4 separate regions of the Sus scrofa genome follow, and all the other regions are linked to region 2. Evidence: chromatin contacts called from public HiChIP or PLAC-seq data. All regions are on one chromosome and are shown on one strand. The core of a region is the stretch at or near the end of the contact, and the rest is flanking DNA. Distances in the headings are between cores, read along the strand shown. Region 1 holds the start of EHBP1L1 (EH domain-binding protein 1-like protein 1). Region 2 holds the start of SF3B2 (splicing factor 3B subunit 2). Region 3 holds the start of SIPA1 (signal-induced proliferation-associated protein 1). Region 4 holds the start of KAT5 (lysine acetyltransferase 5).

Region 1 (5,557 bases), core at 380-2,879, 380 kb after region 2:
CCACACCAGCACACTCAGGTTCACCCTGCTCACTGCCCCTCTGGAGGCTGAGCTGAGATAAATGACTCTCCTGTCAACCCCTGAGGATGCGAGACCCAGAGAGGTCAGGGGCCAGGGGAGGGCACACGGCTGAGCCTAGAGCCCTCCAGCCTGGAGCCAAGTGCCCCTCTTGGCCCCCAAACTGCAGGCGACGACGTCTGAGTAAGGGCAGCCAGGGGGCTTCCCAGAAAGGGGAAGCAGAGAGTGGGAGCCGAGGGTGGGCGGGGCCTGGCTGGGCAGCCTGACTCAGGCTGGGCACACCCTCCTGGGGAGCTGCGACCTGAGCCAGGGCAGTTTCCTAGCCTGGGCTGCCGGCAAAAAAGCCCAGGAGGTTCTGCCCATCCCCTCTGACTCAGACACGCTGACACTGCCCAAACTCTCAGCCGGCTCTCCAGGACCATGCCCAGGGTCCCCCTGGCCTCATCAAGAATGCTGGGGCACAGGGCAGAAGCCATAGGCCAGAGTTCAAATCCCAGCTCTATGCCGTGTTATTCCAGCCTGCCTCTCTCCTTTCTGGGTCTTGCCGAATGGTATGAACCACCCTCAGGCCTAGTCAAGACCAGGGATGTGACAGCTGCCCAAGGGACCTCAGGCCTCCTGCTCCCTCCCCTCCCCTTAGACCCCCTGGTCCCTTCCTGTCCTTCCTCTTGGGAGCCTAAATTTAGCCCCGCCTGGCCCCGCGGGTGAGGCCCCCACAGCTGTGCCCTAATCCAGCCAAGGGAAGCTGACACCAGCAAGCACGTATATTTAGGGTGTGACGCAGGGGCCTGGGCAGCTGCGGGTGGGGGCATGGGAGATGCCCCTGGGCCCCGTGGCAGTCCGGGAAGGTCCTGCTGCCCCTCGCGTATCTCCCCTCACCTCACCACCTGGCCTTCCCCAGGCTCTCTGCTCCCCGACCCACAACCTCCCAGGCCCTCAGGCCCCTTTAAGCTGCTCCCCGCCTTCCTCCCTCCCCATCCTTCCCAGCGCTCAGTTTCCCCTTTTAAGGATATTGTGGAGACAGAGCCAGCCTCCCAGCGCCCACTGTGGTTCCAGGGGCGGGTGGTTCCTCTGGTTCAACAAATGGGCAGGGGGAGAGGGGAGCTGGTCTAAGGTCCCTGGAGTTTTCTGTCCCGGCCCCTCCACCCGCAGGCCTCAAAACTTGCTCCCTTGTCGGACGCCACCCTGAACCATCCCTCTGGCCGAAAACGTGAGGCCTCCCTTCCCCCAGCCGTGAGCGCGGCTGAGGGAAGTGTGGGCGCAGACAGGTTCTCAGGCCTCCACTCCCAAGGCTGCCCACACCCCCCAACAGTGGGGAGCCGGGAGGCTGCAAGGGCACCGCTCAGTGCTGGGGCACCAGGGCCCAGGCTGGGGGTCGGGGGCCTCTCTGGCCCCTGGGCTGGGGGCAGGGTTCTCCGAGAGGCGGATGGGGCCCCTGGCGGACTGGGGGGTCCCCCAGGCCTCCCTCCCACTCACCATTTCTTGGTGCACTCCACCACCAGCTCGTGGTAACAGGCCACAAACTGGAACTTGGCGGCCCGCTTGCCCACGCGCTGCAAGCGCTTCCACACGGAGGTCATGGCCCCACAGCCCCCGCCGCCCGCTCCTCAGATCCCGGGCTCCCGCCGGCCCGCGACCGCTGGCCCGGCCCAGGTCCCCATGGCCTCCCAGGCTCCCGTCGGCGCCGCCCGCCCCGTCTGTGGGGACGGATCGGAGGCGCGGGCCGGGGGCCGCTCTCCCCGCCGCCGCCGGTGCCCGCCGGGGGGTCTGGCTGCGTCAGCGGGGTCGTCTGGGGCGCGTCGGGTCGCTGGAGCGCAGAGCGGCGAGCGCGCCGTTTCCTGGAGCCGCACCCCCGTCGGAAGGCCAGGCGGGCGGGGCTCCGGGGGGGCGGGCGCGGGGGGCGGGGCGGCCCGGCTTCCGGGGCCTCGCGCGGCGGGCGCGTGGGGGCGGCGCGTGGCGGGGGGTGGGGGCGCGAGGGGGCGGCCTGGACCGCAGCGCCTCCGGCCCGCGCGCCGACGAGGTGTGGAGGCGCGCGCGGGCCGGGGCAGGAGGCCACCCGCAACCGGTGCCGCCCTCGCCAGCGCTGCCCCGGCCGCCTCCCTTCCTGCCCGCAGCGCGGCGAGGTGCTCAGTGGTGGCCCGGTTTCGCAGGCCGGGGAAAGAGACCCAGAAAGGAGAAGAGACTTGAAGGGTGCCAGTGGGCCGGGCCAGAGCCCACTGGCCTCAGCGCTGGGGAGGCCGGCTCCTGCTGCCACCGCGTCTTAACCGGAGCAGGAAGGAGCAGAGGCAGGGGCCGGCCCGGGCGCCCTACCTGTGGGCAGCACCCACTGGCCAGGCTCAGGACCTGCGTCTTCAGCTGTCAAGTGGGAAGGTGTCCCACCGTCCGCACACGGCTGACTTCCAAGTGTGTGACCTTGGGCAAAGGACGAGCACCCGGGGCCTCAGTTTTTACCTCTGTTCAACAGGGATAATTATAGTTTCTCGCTTCACATCATTGAGAACCAAACCTTGGGAAGCATTTTGTGTGGAGCCCGACTGATGTTGCCAGGTCTTATTAAACGAAATCCGTTATCACTGTCGGAAAGAGTGTGTGTTTACCCTCCCTCCCCTGGGGCGTTAACCGCTCTGTTCACACCTAGATTAGAGCCCTTATCACCTGCGCAGCTGCCCGTAGGGTAATGAGCCGTGGCAGGTGTCTGGCCCAGAGTTAGATCTGCCACAGGGATCTAACACCAGCCTGTTCCCTGTGCCGGTGCGAATGTTCTGCGAGGTTCGTGAATGGACAGAAACCCGGTTCTTGATCAATACTAGGTTTCAGCAGGAAGTCTGGTCTGCCAGAAGTGCCAGCTGACTGTGTCCAGGAGACAAGTGACTGTGCAGCAGGCGTGGGGACGAGCAGCTGGTAAGCCTCACTGAGCAACCTGAGGTTCTTTTCTCTTGCTTTCAGTAAGTTGTGGGGTGTTGTGTGTGTGTGAAGGCAAATAAGCAGGCTTCTTCCGGGGGGACCTGACAGCTGGGGTTTGGCTCCTAGGCCCAGCATCAGGGTTCTGTTTCCTAAGAGAAAGCATTTACATACAACCCCAAATGTCCCAGGTGATGTGGTAGGGAAGCCGGCATAGAATGAAGCTGTCTGGGCCGCTGGGAGTCTCATGCACTGAAGCCAGAGGAGGGCCTGCTTCCACCTGCCCACCAGGGCTCCTCTTGGCTCTGGGGAGGCCTGGGCACTGGCACTTAACCCGCCTCTGCCTCTGCAGTTCTATCTTCCCATCCAAAAGTCGCTACTCATTCCCAGGCCCTTCCAGGAGGCGCCTTCCCCTCTCTTGCCTTGGGCCCCTCGGCCTGGCCGGCCCGGGCCCACCCATTTCCTGTGCCGCCCCAACTCCGCCCCCACTCGGGTGGAAAGTTTCTCTCCTCAAGCAGGGCGGCTCCTACTCCTTCCTTCCCGGCGGGCCAGGAAAGCCCAAAGCGAGTAGGGAGGGGGGCTGGGCTCCAGGCCTCCGACCACAGAGGGGAAGTGACTCGCTCGCAGTCACACAACCGCGGGTCCAGGATGGGCCAGCTTGGAAGGCTCGGCAACTCTGCTCAGGGAGCGAGGATTCGCACCCTGCCACCGCCAAGCCTCTTCCACTCGGAGGTCTCGGGCGCCATCTGCCGGCAGAGCGTGGGGCAGCACCTGCCAGAAACATCTTTCCGCTCCAAAACCAGACAGTCAGAACACACTAATGCCGAGAGAGTATTTATTTATCTAGGCGCCCAGGAGGATGGCCCCTAAACTTAAATATCTAGCACGGAGCTTTGGCCCTCCTGGCCATGGGTGGGTGCAGGAATGGGTCCTGGAGCCCTTGTCTAAGGCAGTGGAACCCAGGGACCAGAGGAGGGATGCCCCTGAGCCAGCAGCTGCCAAGGGCAGCAAAAGATTAAGAGATAGGAGCCAGGCACTCATCCCAATCCCAGAGATGTCAAGGAGAGTGCCCGATGTTTTGGACCCACAGCCAAACTGAAGGTTGGCCAAGCTGAAGTGCACGCAGGTGGGAGAAGAGGAGGTCCAGTGCCATGGGCAGAGGCTGTAGCCCAGGTACCTGCCCCAGTGCCAGCTAACTCAAGACAGGAGAGGGTAGGCAGTTTTAGCTCTGAGGGGCCCAGGCCTTGCCCTCCTGTGAGGTGAGGTGGTATGGGGGAAAGCAGGCACTAGAGTCTGAGTACTTGCTGAGGGATGAATTTCTGAGCCTTTTGCCTGGGTGCCTGCCCCCCCACACCCTTAGCTCTTCAGAGGCTGATGTGGAAGGCATCCTGCAGCCACTGGTCTCGGGCATTGTGCGTCTGGGGCACAGTGAGGGGTGGCGGGTCCGGGGGCAGGCTGGCATCAGGAGGCTCGTCATCATCAGATAGGCCAGCATCAGGTGGGTAGGAACTGTCTGAGTGCAGAGAGGATGACAGGTCCTGGCACAGGCTCAAGTCTTGGCACAGGTGCTTGTAGTCCTGGATTGACTCGTACAGGCCCCACAGCTGGCATAACAGGGACATGTCCAGCTGCCGCAGGCCCACCTGCAAAAGACTGAGAATGGGCTAGGGTTGGGGTCCGAGCCACCCTCAGCCCAAGCCACAGTCCTAGTCAATCTTCCCACACCTTCTGAAGCACAGGTTTTTGTGGGCGTCAGACGCTATCTGCAAGTTTCAAATCTTTAGTCAAGTCACTAACACCCATCTGCAAAAGACAGCAGTCGTCTGGAATGGAATGAAATCACTCCAGTGAATTACTTAAAAATACATGGTAACTATTGCCATAAGCAGTAACTGTAATTATTGTTACCGTATCCCCTCTGACCCAACAGGCTTCTGCAGATCCTCCAGACCCAGACCGCGCTTTGCCTCTGCGCTCTGCCCCGCCCCGGCACCCCTCAAGCTCGCTGGCAGCTCCCATCGCCCCCCAAGGCCCAGCTGACCAAGGCCCAACTACTCACCATCTCTTTGCGCAACGCCGCTAGCGCCGAGTCGAGGTTGACAGGACGACGCGGGCCGGGGGGACCAGCGGCACTTCCCGCGTTGGCGGCGCCGGCAGCATAGCGGGGCCCGTCCGGGACGCGGGCGGCGCGGCTCAGCTCATCGTGGATGCGGCTGCGCTGGCTGTAGACGCGTTCCAGCTCCCGCCACGAGCCCCCGCTCGCGTTGAGAAGACCGCTGAGGCCGCGCGGTAGCGGCGGGAGACCCGCCAGGGTGCAGCCCGTGCCGCCCTGCGCCTCGGCCGAGGGCAACCCATTCATGGCCGGGCCGATACAAAGGATGACACCGCCTCCTTCCCTCCAACGCTCCGCCCGGGCCGCCGCCCGCAGGCCCCCGCACCCGCGGCCCCGCCAGCCGAGCCCAGCCGCCGCCCGCAGGCCTTGCTTTGTTCCAGCCCGGACTCCTCCGGCTCCGCCCCCGCCCCGCCCCCGTGCAGGCGGGGCCTCTCTTAAAAGGGCAACGGTTTGTGGGCCCAAGTTGCCCCAAGTCGCAGCAGGAGGAGCAGGGTGAAAAAGCGGAGGGAGGAAGCCAAAAGCAGA
Region 2 (5,854 bases), core at 204-2,703:
CCACTCCCGGCCCAGGCTTGGATGAATGGCCTGAAAGGGAATCGGAGCCGGAATGGAGCGGGCCCTCCGGGCTGAGCTCCAACTGCCGACCTGGGGGAAGGGCCACACTAAAGACCCTTTTTCCACCTTCCCGGCTAGCTCAAATGTCATCTCCTAGCTCAAATGTCATCTCCGCTGAGCCATCTCCTGCCGCCTTCCTTTCCTGCTCTGGAGCTTCCATAACACGTCCAAACCTCCGTCATTTGTTTTAAAGTCTTTCTTGCCCCTTATCCACACTTCCAACCCCAAAGAAATGAGTCTTGGAGTTCCCATTACGCCTCAGCAGGTTACGAACCTGACTAGGATCCCTGAGGATGCGGGTTCGATCCAGGCCTCGCTCAGTGGGTTAAGGATCCAGCGTTGCCATGAGCTGTGGCAGCTCAGATCTGGTGTGGCTGTGGCACAGGCCAGCAGCTGCAGCTTCGATCTGACCCCTAGCATGGGAATTTTCATATGCTGCAGGTTCAGCCCTAAAAAGTAAAAAAAAAAAAAAAAAAAAAAAAAAGGCATGAATCCTTTTTACTGTCTCACAGTACCTGGCGTTAAAGAGGCGCTTAATTGGAGTTCCCTTCATGGCACAGTGGTTGACGAATCCAACCAGGAACCATGAGGTTGCGGGTTTGATCCCTGGCCTTGCTCAGTGGGTTAAGGAGCTGTGGCATAGGTCGCAGACGTGGCTCAGATCCTATGTTGCTGTGGCTCTGGCGTAGGCCAGTGGCTACAGCTCCAATTAGACTGGGAACTTCCATATGCTGCGGGTGTGGCCCTAGAAAAGACCGGAAAAAAAAAAAAAAAAGAATCGTCTTTATGGCGACAGGATAAACTCAGGCCCTTTTCTTTCCTCATCCCTAGCAGCCTACTGGCGCAGCTGACCCTGCCTGGTGCTCCCCTGCCCCACCAGTGGCCTGTGCCCCTTATGTGTCCGCCTTCACGTCTCCCTGTCCTAACTACTTCCTGCCTTTGCCACTAGCAGTGAGGTCCCTCTCCCATTCTAGCTCTGCTCTCTGACAGCCAGGCTTACCTCGCGCGCGCGCACGCGCGTGTGTGTAGGTCTCATTATCCCCATACCCCTACACTCCTCAGATCTCTCTACCATGCCCTATTTCACCAACCATCCCCAAGAGGAATACCTGGGAGCAGGGAAAAAAGAATGAGACGTCAGGTCCAGGGAAGGTGAGATTTAGGAGAGACAAAGTAAAGGACTGGGCCACGAAGCTTGCTTACATCCTAACCCTGGCTAGGAAATTCTCTTTGCTCCTGCCCGAACCTGGACTCTTCCCTTTTTCATCACTACCACCACCCCAGTCTCCTGACACTCCCAGAAAAGACAAACCCAAAAAGGAAAGAACAGTAGTGCCTTCCTCTCCAGCCTGTCTGCCCAGACAGAACCATTCCTGACCCAAAGGAAGTGTCCTCCTGGTCCCTTTTACTGGAAAGCCACGGCAGGTCATCTGAAGCCAGGGGCCTCCACGGCACAGGTTATGTGCTAAGGAAGAGGCTGGGGGTCTCAGAGGCAGGATGAACTAAGGGCTAATGGCTGAGGATGCAAAGTAACCAGGGCCAGAAAGGGACAGGCCAAGTGGGGCCTCATTTTACCATAAGAGCCCTAGGACCCAGACAGGATAGGACCCCCCCACACCCCCAGTTGTGCAGAAGGGAAGACTGAGGGACAGAGAGAAACTGACATGCCCGAGGGGCTAGACTGGGACCACGAGCAGTTCTCTGGACTCTGAGGGTCCCCAACCCTTCTCTGCCTTAACAAAAACACTCTCATGATACCCACCTGTGTGGGTCTGGAATGGAATCCACCCAAAGCTGGCAAGCTCCAGGATGCTTGCCATACCAGGCCAAGAAGGCGGGATAAAGCAGGGGTTCATGAGAACCACATAAGTAAATGTGCAGCTCTCGGGGCCTGGTATGACTTTGGGAGGTGCGGCTGCTTGGCTTCCAGGTGGTTGGAGCTAAGTGCTAAGAAGGCAATAGAGGAGTTCCCGTCGTGGCACAGTGGTTAACGAATCCGACTAGGAACCATAAGGTTGCGGGTTCGGTCCCTGCCCTTGCTCAGTGGGTTAACGATCCTGCGTTGCCGTGAGCTGTGGTGTAGGCTGCAGACGCGGCTCGGATCCTGCGTTGCTGTGGCTCTGGCGTAGGATGGCAGCTACAGCTCCGATTGGACCCCTAGCCTGGGAACCTCCATATGCCGCGGGAGCGGCCCAAGAAATAGCAAAAAGAAAGAAGAAAAAAAAAGAAGGCAGTAGAACATTCAAGACCCCTCTCACACAAGGTTCAAGCAGCGCCTTCACATTTATCACCTCTGCAGTCTCTGAACAGCTCCAAGAACAGCTCCCCACTGTAGAGCTGGAAGCAACCAGGCCCACGGAGTTGCTTCTTGACTCTGGAACTTAAGTTCAACCAGGGTAGAACCTGAGTTCTCTGACTCCTAGCACAAATGCCCAGGCAAGGGTCCCAGGCCCACTAAAGCTCTGGTCAAGAGTGAATACATTCTTGGAGTTCCCGTCGTGGCTCAGTGGTCGACGAATCCGACTAGGAACCATGAGATTATGGGTTTGATCCCTGGCCTCGCTCAGTGCGTTAAGGATTCGGCATTGCCGTGAGCTGTGGTGTAAGTCGAAGACGCGGCTCGGATCTCACACTGCTGTAGCTCTGGCGTAGGCCAGTGGCTACAGCTCCAATTTGACCCCAAGCCTGGGAACCTCCATATGCCGTGGGATCAGCCCAAGAAATGGCAAAAAGACAAAAAAAAAAAAAAAAAAGACTGAATGCATCCCGTCATGGCTCAGTGGTTAACAAACCCAACTAGTATCCATGAGGACTTGGGTTCAATCCCTAGCCTTGCTCAGTGGGTTAAGGATACGGCGTTGCTGTGAACTGTGGTACAGGTCACAGACAGTGATTCGAATTCCACGTTGCTGTGGCTCTGGCGAAGCCCAGCAGCTACAGCTCTGATTTGACCCGTAGCCTGGGAACCTCCATATGCTGCGGGTGCGGCCCTAAAAAAGATAAAACACACACAAAAAAACAGTGAGTGGGTCCAAGGTTCTGTTCACTTCAGTGGCACAGGCTCAATCCCTGGTCCAGGAACTTCAATGTGCCACTAATGTGGCCAAAAAAAAGAGAGAGAGAGTGCATCTGGATTCCTGCTGGAGAGTAGGAGGGGTCAGCCGCAGGGCTCAGCCGCAGGGGGCTGCCTCAGCAGCTGCACAGGAAGGGGTCCAGGGCGTGAGGGCAGAAGGGCCCAGGCCTGATCTGGAGCAGTGCTGGAGATGGAAAGAGAAGAGGGTAGGCGCACACAGTGGGTACTTGCACATACACCTGTCTCTACCTCCCCCGGGACCTACCACCCCAAGGATGGCCAGTGGGGCACAGGAATGCCCAGCAATGCCAGAGTACCCAGATACCTTTTAGGCCTCAGTTTCCCCTTCTGTAGAGTGGGGGCAAGGAGCTGGCCGCCTTGGTGTCCAGCCTCTACAAGGTTCCAGACTCTGCAAGGGTGCTGAGGAAAGATGCCCGCATCCGAAGATGCCACTCGGAGTGTTCCCCGGCAGCCTGTGAGTCAGGGCTGCCCCCTCCCCTCCCCACTCCTCTTCCCCTCCTCCTCCCCTGCTCGCCGGCCCCCGCCCCCGCCCCGCCTCCGCCTCCGGTGTGTGCGATGGGGGGCGGGCGGCGGGCAGAGCCAAGAGCGGAGAAGCTGAGCCGACACTGCCACCTGATCCCATCCAGGCGCGGAGAAGCGAGCGACCAGCACTCTGCTCGCAGGGCCCCCAGCGCCCTCGGCCGGAGAGCGGATTTCGCGGCAAGGATTGGGAAGTAGCGGCGACCACCCCAGCCCGGGTCAGGCGGAGCTCGCTCAGCGTGAGTACTGCAGCGGCCGGCCGGCCGGCCGGGGGCGGCAGCGGCGGGGGTGGACCGGACCGGGGATGGGGGATGCCGGCTGCGCGGGAGAGTCGCGGGGGGCAGCGCCTGAAGAGCACGAGGAAGGGGGCTCTTTGCCCGGCCGCGCAGCGGGAGAGGAGGTGGTGAGAGAGCGAACCTGGCCTGTCCCCTATGGTGGCCAGGTCCCAGTGACTGGATCCCTAGGGGAGGGTGGGATAAAATTGAGGGGATGGGGGCTGGGAGGGTGGCGAGTAGCGATGGAGAGAGGAGGATGAAGGGAATTCAGAGGCAGAGATGACGTGGGTACGCATGACAGGAGAGGGGATGGGGGCGTGGGGAAGGCCTGGTGCAGGTTAGGGGCAAGAAAAGGAAGGCTAAGAGAAAGGGGAAAGAAATTTGATCTCCTGGGCCACTAATTTGCAAACCTCCCCCTCAGCCCGTGGCCCTTTCATCTGTAATGCACTGGGCAACGTCCCTACTCACTGGGCTGTGCCATCCTTGATAAGGATAGGGCCGCCCGGTGGTCCAGCCTCAGATCTGGGTGGGCCAGGCCAAAGCGCCCTCCTCCTCTAAAAGCACCAATAGCAGCCCCCGAGCTTACAGGGAAGAAAGGGGCTCAAGCAGGAGTGGGTGGGCATCCAGGCTGGTTTTCAAAGCTTTGGCTACAGCTGAGCCATTTCTTCCTCGGTTCCCAGGAGAAAGGAAAGCAATTTGCAAAACGGGGCAGCAGCCCAAGGTAGATTGTTCTGACTAAAATTAGCACTGATTTTCTGATGAGGCTGGTCTGGGTGGCTGAGGGGAGCCCCCGAAGACACAGGACAGGCTGGGGAATAGTTTGAAACCCGTGAGGGGCAGGAGCCAGGGGCCGCTGCTCTCAATTCTGGCCCCAGCAGAATGCCACCCACCCCGCACCAACCTGGAGACAGGGGGAAGCCTGGCCCCAGGCAGCCCCTTCCTGGGCGCCAGTGCCTTGGCTCCATCTCCAGGACAGGCATCGCAGAGTGAACTTGCCAAGGGAAGGAAGGCCTCCTCCCATGTCCGAGCGGCAACCTCTCTTGGGACCTGGAATGTTCAGCCTGGCCGGGTGCCCACCCAGAGGAGACAGGGTTACAGCTTCTAAATACCTGAAGGTCTGTCATGGAGAAAAATGGTTTGTGTGGGCTAGCGGGGCAGCGCTGGCAACCACGCAGAGGGGGAAGGTGGAAGGGGACGAGCAGGGGTGGGCACAACCAGCGGTGGGCTGACCCCAGCTGTCCCAGAAAGAACTTTTGAACAGCTGAGGCTGCTTGGGAATGGAGCAGGATGTGTATGAGACGGGGAGCAGCCAGTCGCTGGTGGGGAACAAGCAGAAGCTGGTGCCCAGCTCGAGGCCTGGTGTCCAGGGAATTCTTACGCTGATGATACCCTGCTCCCAGCGGGCCTCAGACTGGGGTGTGGCTAGCTGGCTCCCTAGGGCTAAGCCACACCGAGCACCCCATCACCCCTCTCTGTATGGCCTGGCTGAAGCATCTCCCCGCAAAAGTCCTGCTGTAGCTCTCTCCAGGCTTGACCTCCCTGTCTGACCCAGAGTCCTCTGAAAAAACAGGGTGGTTTCAGTGAGTCCAGCAAAGATGGGAAGAGGCTGGCCTTCCACTTTGCCCTCTGGGGAAACTCCCGCCTGGTCACCAAGTCCTCTAGGCAGGATGAGTGACAGAGGGAAAAAGGCCCGCACCCTGAGAGGGCCACAGGCTCTGACTTCCTCCTGCCCGCCGCCCCACAGAGGCAGCGCCAGCCCTCCTCGGGCCCAGCAATCCTGGAAGACAGGGGGACCTTAGGCTCTCTCTGCTCTGCCCTTGGTTGCCCTCTGTGGCCAGACCCTGCACACCCCTGGCTCCAGGAGAATTAAGCCTGTCTGCAGCTGGAGGGGGAAGCCTGGTGGCGG
Region 3 (5,611 bases), core at 2,895-5,394, 320 kb after region 2:
TGGTAGCGCGTCCTCTGAGATGGTGCCTCGGAGGGTCCGGAGCTAAGGCGGGGATGGAGGGGTGCTCAGGATACACGCAGGCTGTTGAGGCAACCCAGGGTCTGGTTCCCAAGACCCCGGCCCACCTGCGTGGTGCGCACGATGATGCGGTAGCTGTGCAGAGTGCCCCCTCCGCTGCTCTCCTTCTCCTCCCGCCGCAGGCTCACTGCCACCGGGCCCAGCGCCTCGTCCAGCCCGAAGAAGTTCTGGTGTTCTGGGGGAGCGGGCGGCAGATGACGGGTCCTCGCCCATCACTAGGTCCTGCCCCAGGTCCCATCTCAACACTGGTTCAGATCCTAGACTAGGTCCCATGTCCCATCCCCTCCTCACTCTACCTCGTCAGACGGCTACCTCGTCAGACGGCAGCCCCCGCCGTGTATCCTCCCCCAGCCCCAGGGGCCATGCCTGCCCGCCCCAAAGCCTAGATCCTGCGTGGCCTCGGTCCCCAAGCCCGTATCCTCTAGGATGTCTCCCTCCCTTCTGGGCACTGATGACAACACGGTTCCCGGCTGCAGAGGTTCGCTCTTCACAGAACTGTCCATAGACAATCGATCCTGGCCTGCACCCGGCCTGCCCAGCTCTCAGCCCCCTAGCCTTGACCCTCCTGGGCTGGACGGGGCCCCCAGGAGAGCTGGCTTTTCAGCTGGAGTATGAGGATGAACCCGATGGAGGCAGAGGCGCATGATCCTGGCGGTGGGTGGAGGCTGGGCTTGGCCTCAGGGACGTGGTTAAAACTGGGCGGCCTCGGCCGGAGACAGAGCTTGACCCTTCACGTGGCCAGGGGCTGGCCAGGGAAAGGATGGCTCCCTGCAGGCGGCAGGGACCCCCGCCGCTCCCCACGGGCCTCCCCTCCTCACCTTTGCCGTAGAAGTACTTGCGGTAGTAGCCGGCACCCAGGTCTGCATGCTCCAGGCTGTAGGCCGAGGTCCGGCTCTGTGGCTCCTCCAGGACGGACACGGCCGCGTTGGGCAGCGCGGGGGGCACGGGTGGCGACACCGGTCCCCCCAGGCCCAGCTCGCCCTCACCCCCGAGCTCACTCACAAAGCCGGGCGCGTCAAGCAGCAGGTCCGAGCCGGCAGTCTGGTCCTGAGCCGAGGCCGGGGTCCCGGAGCCGGCCTCTGCGTGGCCCCCCTGCCCTCGTGGCCTCGGGGCCCAGTCAAAGAGCAGGCTCTGCACATCATAGTGGGCGAACCAGTGGGGCTCGGGCGCTGGTGGGAAGGTGGGCTCCGGCTCTTCGGCCGGCAGCCCCAGCAGTGCCAGCGGGTCGCTGAAGCACCGGGCGGGGGGCACGGCGGGGCGGCTGGCCTCCTCGTGGCTGTGGGCGCGGGCGCGGGGGCTGGCGGGCGTCGGGGGCCGGGCCTCGCCTGCATCGCTGCCGCTGCGCAGGAGCGGGCCCCGGGCCGGCCTGGGCTCGAAGGTTAGCGGCGTCAGCGGGGGCCGCGAGGGCTGGCGCAGCTTGCGGGCGAAGAGGTCGTCGGTGGGCGCGGGCGCCAGGCCCCGCCGAGGGCTCCCCACGCCACCTCCGCCGGCCCACATGGGCGTGCCTGGGACCTGGCTCTCCGGGTGCCGGGCCGCATTGGCAGGCACGGGGGGGTTGGTGCCCAGCCGGCAGGCCGGTTCCTGCCCTGAGAGAGGAGGGGGCTGCTCAGAGGGGCCTGGGGCGAAAACAGGAACCCGGGCCCCCAGCCCCGTCCTCCAGTACACGCTCTGGCTTCCGGCCTCCTCCGGGACCATCAAAGCCGCTTCCGCTTTCCTGGCCACTTCCTCGTCTGCCTGGGGCTGAGGTTTCCAGCCCCCTCCTCCAGCTTAGCGCCCGGGCAGGGCCGGGGGCCGGGCTGTCAGGGCCTTGGCCCTGAGGGTCCCGGAGCCTGAGTGGCCCCGGGGTTGCCAGGGTTCCCCTGCTCCCACTCACACACCTTGGCTTTGGTCTGAGCCCTGAGCGAGGGTCGCCACCAAGACCTGGCCCAACCGGACAGATGATCTGTCTCTGCTGGGACGGGAAACCCATGGGGCCGCTGGTGTCTGGGTCCTGCCCGCTTGACAAAGGGAGGACGTCCTGTCCCCAGAGACCTTCCTCCCTGCTCCTCCCACTTCCTCCAGGATCCCAGAGGCGCTGAGCACCCAGAGGCTGGGTTTCAGTGCCCTGGCTCCCAGGGCCTCAATACCTCAAGGACACAGGGGTTCCTAGGGGACACTGGCAGGGCAGCAGGAATGGCAAGAGGACTTCCTTCGGCACAGGAAGTGGCCCCAACTCTGGGCGCAGCCCCCTGTCCGGCCCCACATCCTGAGGAAGGTTCTGGGGTCACCGTAGCTCAGTCATGGGACCCAAGTCACCCTAACCTGAAGGTCAGGCCTTCAGGGCTCATCCTCCTGCAGGCTACTGTGGCCGTGCCGGCGGCCAGGGGATGGAGTCACCCTGACCAGGCCCCTTCGCTGGAACTGGGACTCATGGGGATGTCTGTCTCCCTGGCCTCACTGAGGCCGACAGGGAAGTCTGAACCCCACATGATGGTCCAGCTGAGGTCCAGATAAGGGGATGATGCTCTTGCCTGAAACGCTTTCACATCAGAGCCAGAATTTGAACCTGGGTCTGTCAATTTCCAGGGCCTAAACAGGGCTGTACCTCCCCACTCCTATCCCTGTATGTGTGGGTGGGGGGCAGGTGGGGGGTTGGGCCAAGGCTCAAGGTCTCACAGGATGTAAGAATGAGACACCCAAGGCCCCAGGGACCTGTGAAGTGCGGAAATGTGTCAAGCCCAGTGGTAGGTGCAAAGGGCGGTGTGAGAACGTGAGGGAAAGCCACCCCCAGGTGAACCCAGGATGGCGCTGGGGCAGGAGATGTGTGGGTAACCCACTAGGGGTGCAGGCACCTGCTGGCGGGTCTTTGTGCATCACCCAGTGACTGTGTGGGGCTGGGCTAGGAGGGGGCGGAGGCAGAGGCCCCAGGCATCCCTCGGCTAAAGCTCCAGAACCAAGCAGGGACAAAGCCTCCGAAGCTGAGTGTCTCCTCCCTTGGTTTCTCCTGGACAAGGTCCTGACGCTAACCCTAAAGTTCTGTTCTCTCATCTCTAAAACGGGGTTAACCATTCCTGCTGCCCCCCAGCACTGCTGGGAGACTGAAAGGAAGGTGAATCGAGCGCAGCTGGCCATGTGTTAGTGTGAGGTGGCAGAGGCAGGCCCTGGCTCCAAGTGCCCAGCTCCTGGGCCTGGACTGTGGTGTGGGTGAAGTGTGTGTGATAGGGGCGAGAGAGGACATGTGCGAGGGGGGTCTGGGCAGGGCCCCACTCCGGGTGGGCTGAGCTCTGTGTAGCTGTGCGGGCATGGCCTGTGGGCTGCCTCTTGTTCTGGCACAGTGCCAGGCTCTGGCCCTGCCTTAGGGGGTGTTCTTGGGCTCTGCCCCCCACCCGGCAGCTTCACACAGGGTCCATTGAGGCCGGGACATTCCTCGCGGCCTGTGTCACTGGGAGGAGGGGGCCGGCCGGCTCCCACAGATCCGGAAGGCCTGGCTGCCCCAGGAGGAGGCGCTGGACGCTTCCCAGCACATCTGGAGGTCATGACCCCACTTGTGCTGCCAGGGGCCGCGACAGATGTTTCCTCCCAGGCCAGGCCCGCGGTTGGGGGGCAATGTGCAAAGGCTGGGTAGGAGGCCGCCCAGGCAGAAGGGGAGCCCCAGGATAGGGGGAACCCGGCACACAGTCGGCAGGCAGCAGGGCAGTCGCCAGCGCCGCTGAGAGGGAGTCGGGAACCTTCGCATCCACTCACCCGCACGCACGCCGGTGGGGGCCGGGGCCATCGGGCAAGAGGGTGGGGGTGGGGCGCTGGTCAGAGGCAGGGGACTGGACTTGCTGACTTGGGACTGGAGCCCAGCGGGAGATTGGGAGGGTGCAACAGCGAACGAGGAGAGGACCCCCACCCACCCTCCACCTGGGTCCACACCAGGCCACTTCCTTCCCTGTCTGGCCCGACCACCGTGCCTCCGCACCCCCGCTCCCGCCGGTACCTCTGGGGCTCCCGCCCGGCCGCCTCCTCCCGCGCTGGGGTCCCGCTGCCTGCTCTCCCGCTACCGCTCCGGGCGCCGGCTCCGCCTGGGGGCGGGGCTATGCCGGGGGCGGGGCCGGCCCGGAGGGGCGGGGCGGGCCCGCGCCGGCCGCGGCGGGAAGCGCAGCGGGGCGGGCGGGGACTGCAGGCTTGGCCGTGGTCAGCCCCGCGCGGGGTTTGAGCGCCTGCCCTGAGACAGGCCCAGCCCAGCGAACTGTCCGACCTCAGCCCTCGGCTGAGAAACCGGAACAAGTGTACCTGCCTCCCTAACCGACTTGGGGCGAGGACACCGAAGGGTTCAGCTCCTGCCTGACACACAGCAAGGGCTCAGCAGGCGCCACTACTCACGAGCACCGGGTCCTGCTCTGCACACGCGCGCTCGTGTACCCTTAGAACCCAGGGGTCAACTATGTTATACTGAAGAAACTGAGGTTCAGAGAAAGGCTCTGGCCAGGGTCAAGGCTGGTAAGCGTAGGAACTGCAACTCTTTGGACGTTTCATGCTGAGACATGGAATGCAAACTTCAGATCAAGGCTTGAAAAGGGAACAGGCTCCTGAGGGAAAGGATCCCGTCCTACTTGAACCTCACCTCACCTTGGTCTAACCTTGACCCTGTCATAACCCAGACCCACATCCCTCATGCCCTCTTCTGTGCTCATCTACCCTGACCTAGCCAGCTCTTCTCCCCTCCACCCAAACGTCCCCAGATAGAAGAAACTGCCAACCAAAATCAAAAATAGTGTTATTAATTCTGGTGTCTCCGAAGCACGAAAAAAAAAAAGAAAGAAAAAAAAAAAAAAAAGAAACCTTCCCTTCCCACATATCAGCCCCAAGTCCAGGTCAGGGGGCTACCCCTGCAGGCAGTGCAAGCCAAGGCAGTCCTGGCCATGGGCTTGAAGGGGGACCAGCCCATGGGTTTGGCTCTTGGGCCTGGCTGGGAGGCTGCCTGCCTTTGGGAGCCCAGGCCCTGGATTAGGGATGAGAGATCAGGGGTCAAGGTCAGAAGTCTGGGCTACTCAGTTCTGGTGCTCTGGCTAAGGCAGCCAGAGGTCAGGGTTCACATGTGGGAGTCAAAGCCACTCAGTTCTGTGGTCCAGTAGAGAGACCCAAAGGCCAGGGGTCCAAGTTACTGAATCCAGGGCGAGGACCCAGCGGGAACCGGGCCACTCAGTACTGATGCTCCAGCAGGGGCTGGGCAGCTGGGCTCTCCTGCTCCTCAGCAGGCGCAGGCCAGTCGCCCAGGGCCCCCGTGGGCGTGCCACTCTCAGCAGCACTGCCATCCAGGCAAGGAAAGTCCTGTGCGGCTCTGGAGGGCGAGGCGTCGGTGTTGATATCCGGGCTGAGGCTGAGGTCTAGGGGCGCCTGGGGAGGAGAGAGAGGTTGGTGGGAGAGCAGACCTGAGCTGCCCGGGACCTGACCCTCCCATAAGAACCTTACCTGAGATTTGGGGGTGCTTCCTTTAGGGCTCCCTGAGGCTGGCTCCCCCTCGGATCCCCCTAGCCCTTTCCGACCCCCCAGGCTCCACTTCCCGCTG
Region 4 (5,642 bases), core at 2,262-4,761, 280 kb after region 2:
AAGGACCCTCACCTTCCACACTGTCTCTGCATAGGTGGACCCCATTTATTGCATTTCAAAGATAATGCACCTTTTTTTTTTTTTTTTTTTTTACGAGTTAGAGTTTATGCTAACCCTGGATTGAGCAAGTCTATCAGCGCTATTTTTCCACCAGCATTTGCTCATTTCATGTCTCTCTATCACATTTCAGTAATTCTCGGAATGTTCCAAACTCTCGTTGTCCGTTATAGGGATGTGTGAACAGTGACTCTCACTGTCATCACTGTCATTATTTTCTTAGACACTCCTGTATCCCTTTGTGTGTATGTGTGTGTGTGTCTTTTTGCCTTTTCTAGGGCTGCTTCCTGTGGCATATGGAAGTTCTCAGGCTAGGGGTCTAATCAGAGCCGTAGCCGCCGGCCTACACCAGAGCCACAGCAAGGCGGGATCCGAGCCGCGTCTGCGACCTATAACACAGCTCACAGCAACGCCGGATCCTTAACCCACTGTGCAAGGGCAGGGACCGAACCCACAACCTCATGGTTCCTAGTCAGATTCGTTAACCACTGTGCCACAACGGGAACTCCGACACTCCTATATATGTAATAGACTGCAGCGTAGTATAAGTATAAATCTTATTTGGAAACCAAAAAAACTTGTGTGACTGCTTTATTATGATATTTGCTTCATTGCTCTGGTCTGGAACTGAACCTGCAGAGCCATCCATTCCTCCCCTTCAGAACCCATGGTTTCGGATTCCTGTACCCCCCTTACCCAGGCTCAAAGGTCCCCTCCTCTGGATCCTGATAACTCACACTTTGTCTCACGACATGTATCACGCTAGGATCTAAGAAGCCCCTAGCATGTCTGCCTTCTCCTGTGAGCCCTCAGCAGAGATCCTGTCTAATTGCTGGTCACTCTGTATCTCCCACACCTGCCCTAAGTGAATAAATGGGGTGAATAGATCTGTTAGCCAAAATGGTCAGTGCTTTCCTGAGCTGGAAAAGGCCACTCACTTGACTCCCTGCACCAAAGACTCCCCACGGCCCCTGAGCCACTGACCTTGTTCTTACGACCATCGATCTCAAAGAAGGAGATGGTGCCCTTTCGGTAAATCTCGTTGCCTGGAGGATGTCGCAGGTCACACTTGGTCTGAGAAGGAGAGGAGAATCAGGGGCAGGGCCAGGGCAGGGCAGGGGTGCTAGGAAGGCGGCCTCCTGGGACCCTTCCTACCAAGTGACGCTGCAGACACTTGAGGCTTCGGCCGTACTTGAGGCAGAACTCGCAGAGGTAGAGGACGGGCAGGGTGGTGAGCTCCTGCGGGTACGGGGAGAAGTACCACGGCTTGAGGCGGTGCCGGCCCAGCTCGATGCACTCAATGTTCTTCATCCGGGTGACGATGTCGTCGTGGCTGCGGTCAGACACCAGGCTCCCAGTCATGCGAGGAGCCGAGGGTATTCCGTCTGAGCTGTCCTGGGAGTCCTGCCCGGGGCCACGGAAAGACGCCAGGTTACAGGAGACAACTCAAGCAGGACACTCTCTGGCTCACAGCCCTCCCACGGGTTTCCTAGTGGGGAAGATACCATAACCCCTACTTTCCAGTTAAAGAAACCAAGACTTGGACAATTTTCATTGGAAACTGGAAAAGATGACCCAATGCTTGATCTGAACCAGTTCTGCCTCACTCCTAATCCCAACACCACCTCAACCCAGCACACTCTGTTCATCTTCCAACGAGTCACTGAACTCTCTGCCCTGCCTACGTCCACTCCTTTTTTTTTTTTTTTTTCCTAGCTACAACATGCAGTGGCTTGATGTGGGAATCTCAGTTTTCAAACCAGGAATTGAACCCAGGGGCACAGCAGTGAGCGCACACTGATTTCCAATTGCTACCCACCTAGGGAACCCCCTGTCCCCTACTTTTCACCCCGCTTCCCTCTTCCCCAGACCCACCTCGTCAGTGCCCAAGCAATTTGATTTTCGCTTCCGCCCTGGCTGAGCTGCCACTGCCCTACGGGCTGATCCATTCTGAAGGTGAGATGAAAGAAAAAGGAGTAGCTGTGAGATGCACCTGAAAGGGGCTACCAGAAGGTAGAAGGGGAGGGAAAAAGAGATGGTTTGGGGGACTCACCTGGGGAAAAACTGAGGCCGGGGCTGTCTCGCTGGGCACCGGAGTTGCTGGTGAAACCACCTCCACCTTCCGTTTCTGCAGAAGAGAAACCAAGAAAGGTGGGTCAGAAGGTAGGGAAGGTGGGACCTGAGAGGAAAGCAAGGTCCCTGGAATTGCTGAGGGTACCGTTGAGCGGTGGTTGGGCTGCAGGCAGGAGCTGGAGGAGAGCGGCTGGTCGGGCTCGCCACCGGGAATGGCCTCCCGCTCCTTGGGCAGGTTGAAGCGGAGTGTGATCTGGACCGGGATTGGCAAGGTCTTCCCGCTGGCCTGGGCGGAGGCCGGCTGTAGAGATAGGTCCAGGGTCTTCCTCTGGGGTGGGGATGGTGGTGGGATGGGGAAGGGGAGTAGGGGCCCCTCAGTGTGTAATGATCAAACCCCGCCCCTCTCAAGGACGCTGGACTCTGGAAGCTACATCTGCAATTTGGCCCCCATCCTTTGCGAGCTGAAGCCAGGGTGGGAGGGCACAGCCTCCTGCCCAGCTGGGAGCCACTGAGGCCAAGAGATGAGAGAAGTAGGAGGCAGGAGAGAAAAGTTGAAGCAGGGGACCTACTCACCACCTCTCTCTCTGGAGAGCCGGGGCGGGACCCAGGAAGTCCGTTCTTGGTGGGGGTCTTGGCCTCTTTCTTGGGGAACTGGATCTTCTTTAGGTCCAGCCGCTCATGAGTCACCCATTCATCCAGGCGTTTGTTGACTGCAGCAGTGGGGATGGCTCAGGAAGGAGTGCCAGAGGCTGCCCCCCGCAACCCTAGCCCCACCTCATCCCGGCCCAGAACTCACAGTCAATATAATGGACGTAAAAAAGCTTCCGGCCACTGATGTCCTTCACGCTCAGGATCTCGGCCAGGGCTGTGGGCACAGCACAGGGAACGGCCTTAGAGCGGCCAGGCCATGAGGCTCCGCCCTTCTACAACCTGAACTCCACCTCCAGGCCCGATCCCTGAGCCTCAGCACTTGGAAGCTCTCGCCCAAGCCCCCATTAGTCACCAAGTGTCATTCCCTTCTCCAAGCCCCGCCCTGTCCATCTCCAGCGGCTAAAAGCCACGCCCCTCGTGAATATCTGCGCCCCGCCCGCCCCAAGATTCTAGAGGCCCCTCCCCCTCCCTGGGGTTCGCTTGACTCCCCCCGCCCCTCGCCCTCAGGTTCCTTAGCCCCGCCCCCCGACGTCACTCACGCCACTCATCTTCGTTGTCCTGGTTCCGCCGCAGCACGGGCAGGCGGCAGCCCTCGATTATCTCCCCCTGGGGAGACAGCGCGGCGCCAGGGTCGGCTACTGGGGGGCCTCGGGCTCTACCCACCTCCCCTGGCTCCCTCCGCCCCGCCCCGGGCACCGGACTCACCACCTCCGCCATCTTCCCTCCCTCCACTGCCACTTCCGGCCCCTCTGGGAGACGTCACTTCCGGGACCGAGCACTTTGTAGGCCCAGGTCTCTCCAAACCGGCTTCAGGAGAGGACCCTGGAGAGACCCCGCAACCCAGCTTGCTCATGGAGCCGGCCCGTTTGGCTGGCGGGGGAATAGGGTACTGTAAGTCTCAAACCAGGTCTTCGGTGGAATCCCCACAACGTGCACAACGATTGGAGGAAAACTGAGTCCGTCACGTGACGCTCACCGGGTGCGACGCCGGTCACGTGGGACTGGTGTTTGCTTCGCCGGCGGCCGGGTTTGGGCGTCTCCTAGTGGCCGCAGGATGCGTCTCGGGGAGTGAACTGCGCGTGCCCGGCTGGGGGTTGGGGCGGGTCTTGAGGGTTTGAGGGGCTGGAGAAGTGGGTGGGACTTGAGGGACTTAAAACCCTCGCCAAGTTTGTGGCCCTAACTCCTTGGGGTTGGGAACTCACGGAAGGTTTGTAGGTTTGTTGTTTTGTATAGTAGGTTGCTAATTACAGGAGTAATACATCATTCATGCATACATTCAACAAATGTGTAGTAAATCACCTGCCACGTACCAGGCACTGTTCTAGGAGCCTGGAATACCTCAGTAAATAAAGAATTCCTTTTTTTTTTTTTTTTTTTTTTTTTTTGTCATTTTGCCATTTCCAGGGCCGCTTCTACGGCATATGGAGGTTCCCAGGCTAGGGGTCGATTCAGAGCTGTAGCCGCCGGCCTACACCAGAGCCACAGCAATTTGGGATCCGAGCCGCGTCTGCGACCTACACCACAGCTCAAGGCAACACTGGGTCCTTAAACCACTGAGCCAGGCCACGGATCGACCCTGCAACCTCATGGTTCCTGGTCAGATTCGTTAACCGCTGAGCCATGATGGGGACTCCCAAGGATTCCCTCCTTTTGTAGCTTACCTTCTTGGAGGTTGGGAGGGAAAAGAGGGGCATAGGTAACACCTGGTTAATAGCGTTAAAAAATAAATTATCTAGTCTATTAAATAATGATAAGTGTTTTGAGAAAGCCCCCTCAAAGAAGAAAAAAAGCACCAGGTGAAGGAAAGGGCCAGATAGGCAAAATGGCCAAATCCAACCCTCTGCTAGCTTTCCTACAGCAAATGTACTAAGAATGGGTTGGTTTGTTTGTTTGTTTGCTTTTTAAGGCCGCTCCCAGGTTTCTGAGGTTTCTCAAATTTGTATCTTCAGCCCAGATCTCCCTCGACTTTCTCTGCCTACTCGACACCCCCATTTGGATGTACCAGGGGCATGTCCTGAACTGAACTCCAGATCTGCCTTTCTGGTTTCTCCTCCCACCTTCTTTCTTCTCCCTCACTGATGAGCTGGTCCATTCAGTTTCTCAGACCAAAAACCTTGAAGTCAAGAAGACCTCTGCTCTTCTCCCATTCAGCCCGTCAGCATTTCTCTCACCCCACTCACTTCACTCTAGCCACACTGACCTCCCAGGGTTTCTAGAACACAGCAGGCGTATTCCTCCCCCTGGTCCTGTGCTCTTTCCTTCCTGCAACATTTTCTCTCTATTTATCCACTTGTCTTTCTCCCTCATCCCGCTCAAATGTCACCTTCCTCATGAGGCCACCTCTAACTCCCCAAGTCAGATCTGCCCACCACTTCATCTCCCTCCTCTGCTTCATAGCATTTATCACCAGATGTCATTTATTGTACTTATTCACATGTTATTGTCGTTCCCTCACTAGAATGTAAGATCCATGAATGCAGGAGTCATATGGTTTTTCCAGTGCTATTTTCCCAGCTTCCATAGGGCCTGACTCGAAGTAGGCTTTCAGTTAGAAACTGTCAAATGGATGAAATATACGGTGGCACTCGGAAGCCAGAGGTGTGAAGTGACATTTGCTGCAGAGAATGATCCATCTTGTAAGATGGGAGGGAAACCCAGAGTTCAGAGGAGACAGCACTAGGTGGGGGTCCAGGCGGGGGTCTCTGAGCATCTGATATCTGACCTGCAGTTTAGGGAATGAGAAGGAGTTGGGCCAGAGAAAGGAGTTGGGGCCATTTCTGGTGGTGAAACAGCAAGAGCAAAAGGAGAAAAGAAATAGCCGGCAAACATGGCAACAGGGCATCAGTCATTCAACAGTATCA

What was found. HiChIP or PLAC-seq counts read pairs in DNA pulled down with a chosen protein or histone mark.
Region 1: a contact with region 2 is called in an H3K27ac HiChIP or PLAC-seq map of alveolar macrophages. The contact joins the promoter of EHBP1L1 here to the promoter of SF3B2 in region 2. A contact is called at or near these places in 3 of 5 promoter capture datasets (fetal liver, fetal skeletal muscle and liver) and 2 of 2 datasets of contacts at active chromatin or transcription factors (alveolar macrophages and skeletal muscle).
Region 3: a contact with region 2 is called in an H3K27ac HiChIP or PLAC-seq map of alveolar macrophages. The contact joins the promoter of SIPA1 here to the promoter of SF3B2 in region 2. A contact is called at or near these places in 1 of 5 promoter capture datasets (fetal liver), 1 of 47 Hi-C or Micro-C datasets (liver) and 1 of 2 datasets of contacts at active chromatin or transcription factors (alveolar macrophages).
Region 4: an H3K27ac HiChIP or PLAC-seq map of alveolar macrophages shows a contact between it and region 2. The contact joins the promoter of KAT5 here to the promoter of SF3B2 in region 2. A contact is called at or near these places in 1 of 5 promoter capture datasets (liver) and 1 of 2 datasets of contacts at active chromatin or transcription factors (alveolar macrophages).

What each region holds. Positions count from the first base shown.
Region 1 is chr2:6,677,092-6,682,648 of Sscrofa11.1, forward strand. It overlaps EHBP1L1 (EH domain-binding protein 1-like protein 1), which reads right to left and starts at 1,630. Exons shown (of 18, transcript XM_021082847.1): 1 at 1,495-1,630. The coding sequence starts at 1,598. It overlaps SSSCA1 (Sjoegren syndrome/scleroderma autoantigen 1), which reads right to left. Exons shown (of 5, transcript XM_021082852.1): 4 at 4,979-5,557; 5 at 3,741-4,572. It overlaps FAM89B (protein FAM89B), which reads right to left and starts at 5,415. Exons shown (of 2, transcript XM_021082853.1): 1 at 4,979-5,415; 2 at 3,741-4,562. The coding sequence starts at 5,278. The coding sequence ends at 4,284.
Region 2 is chr2:6,294,097-6,299,950 of Sscrofa11.1, forward strand. It overlaps SF3B2 (splicing factor 3B subunit 2), which reads right to left and starts at 1,454. Exons shown (of 22, transcript XM_003122505.4): 1 at 1-1,454. GAL3ST3 (galactose-3-O-sulfotransferase 3) reads left to right here and starts at 3,701. Exons shown (of 3, transcript XM_021082815.1): 1 at 3,701-3,912.
Region 3 is chr2:6,614,412-6,620,022 of Sscrofa11.1, forward strand. It overlaps SIPA1 (signal-induced proliferation-associated protein 1), which reads right to left and starts at 4,145. Exons shown (of 16, transcript XM_021082850.1): 1 at 4,040-4,145; 2 at 897-1,664; 3 at 126-253; 4 at 1-42. The coding sequence starts at 1,575. It overlaps PCNX3 (pecanex-like protein 3), which reads right to left. Exons shown (of 34, transcript XM_021082830.1): 34 at 4,802-5,611. The coding sequence ends at 5,245.
Region 4 is chr2:6,568,707-6,574,348 of Sscrofa11.1, forward strand. It overlaps KAT5 (lysine acetyltransferase 5), which reads right to left and starts at 3,512. Exons shown (of 14, transcript NM_001243915.1): 1 at 3,487-3,512; 2 at 3,321-3,387; 3 at 2,927-2,995; 4 at 2,704-2,840; 5 at 2,276-2,431; 6 at 2,111-2,185; 7 at 1,933-2,007; 8 at 1,213-1,461; 9 at 1,042-1,131. The coding sequence starts at 3,498.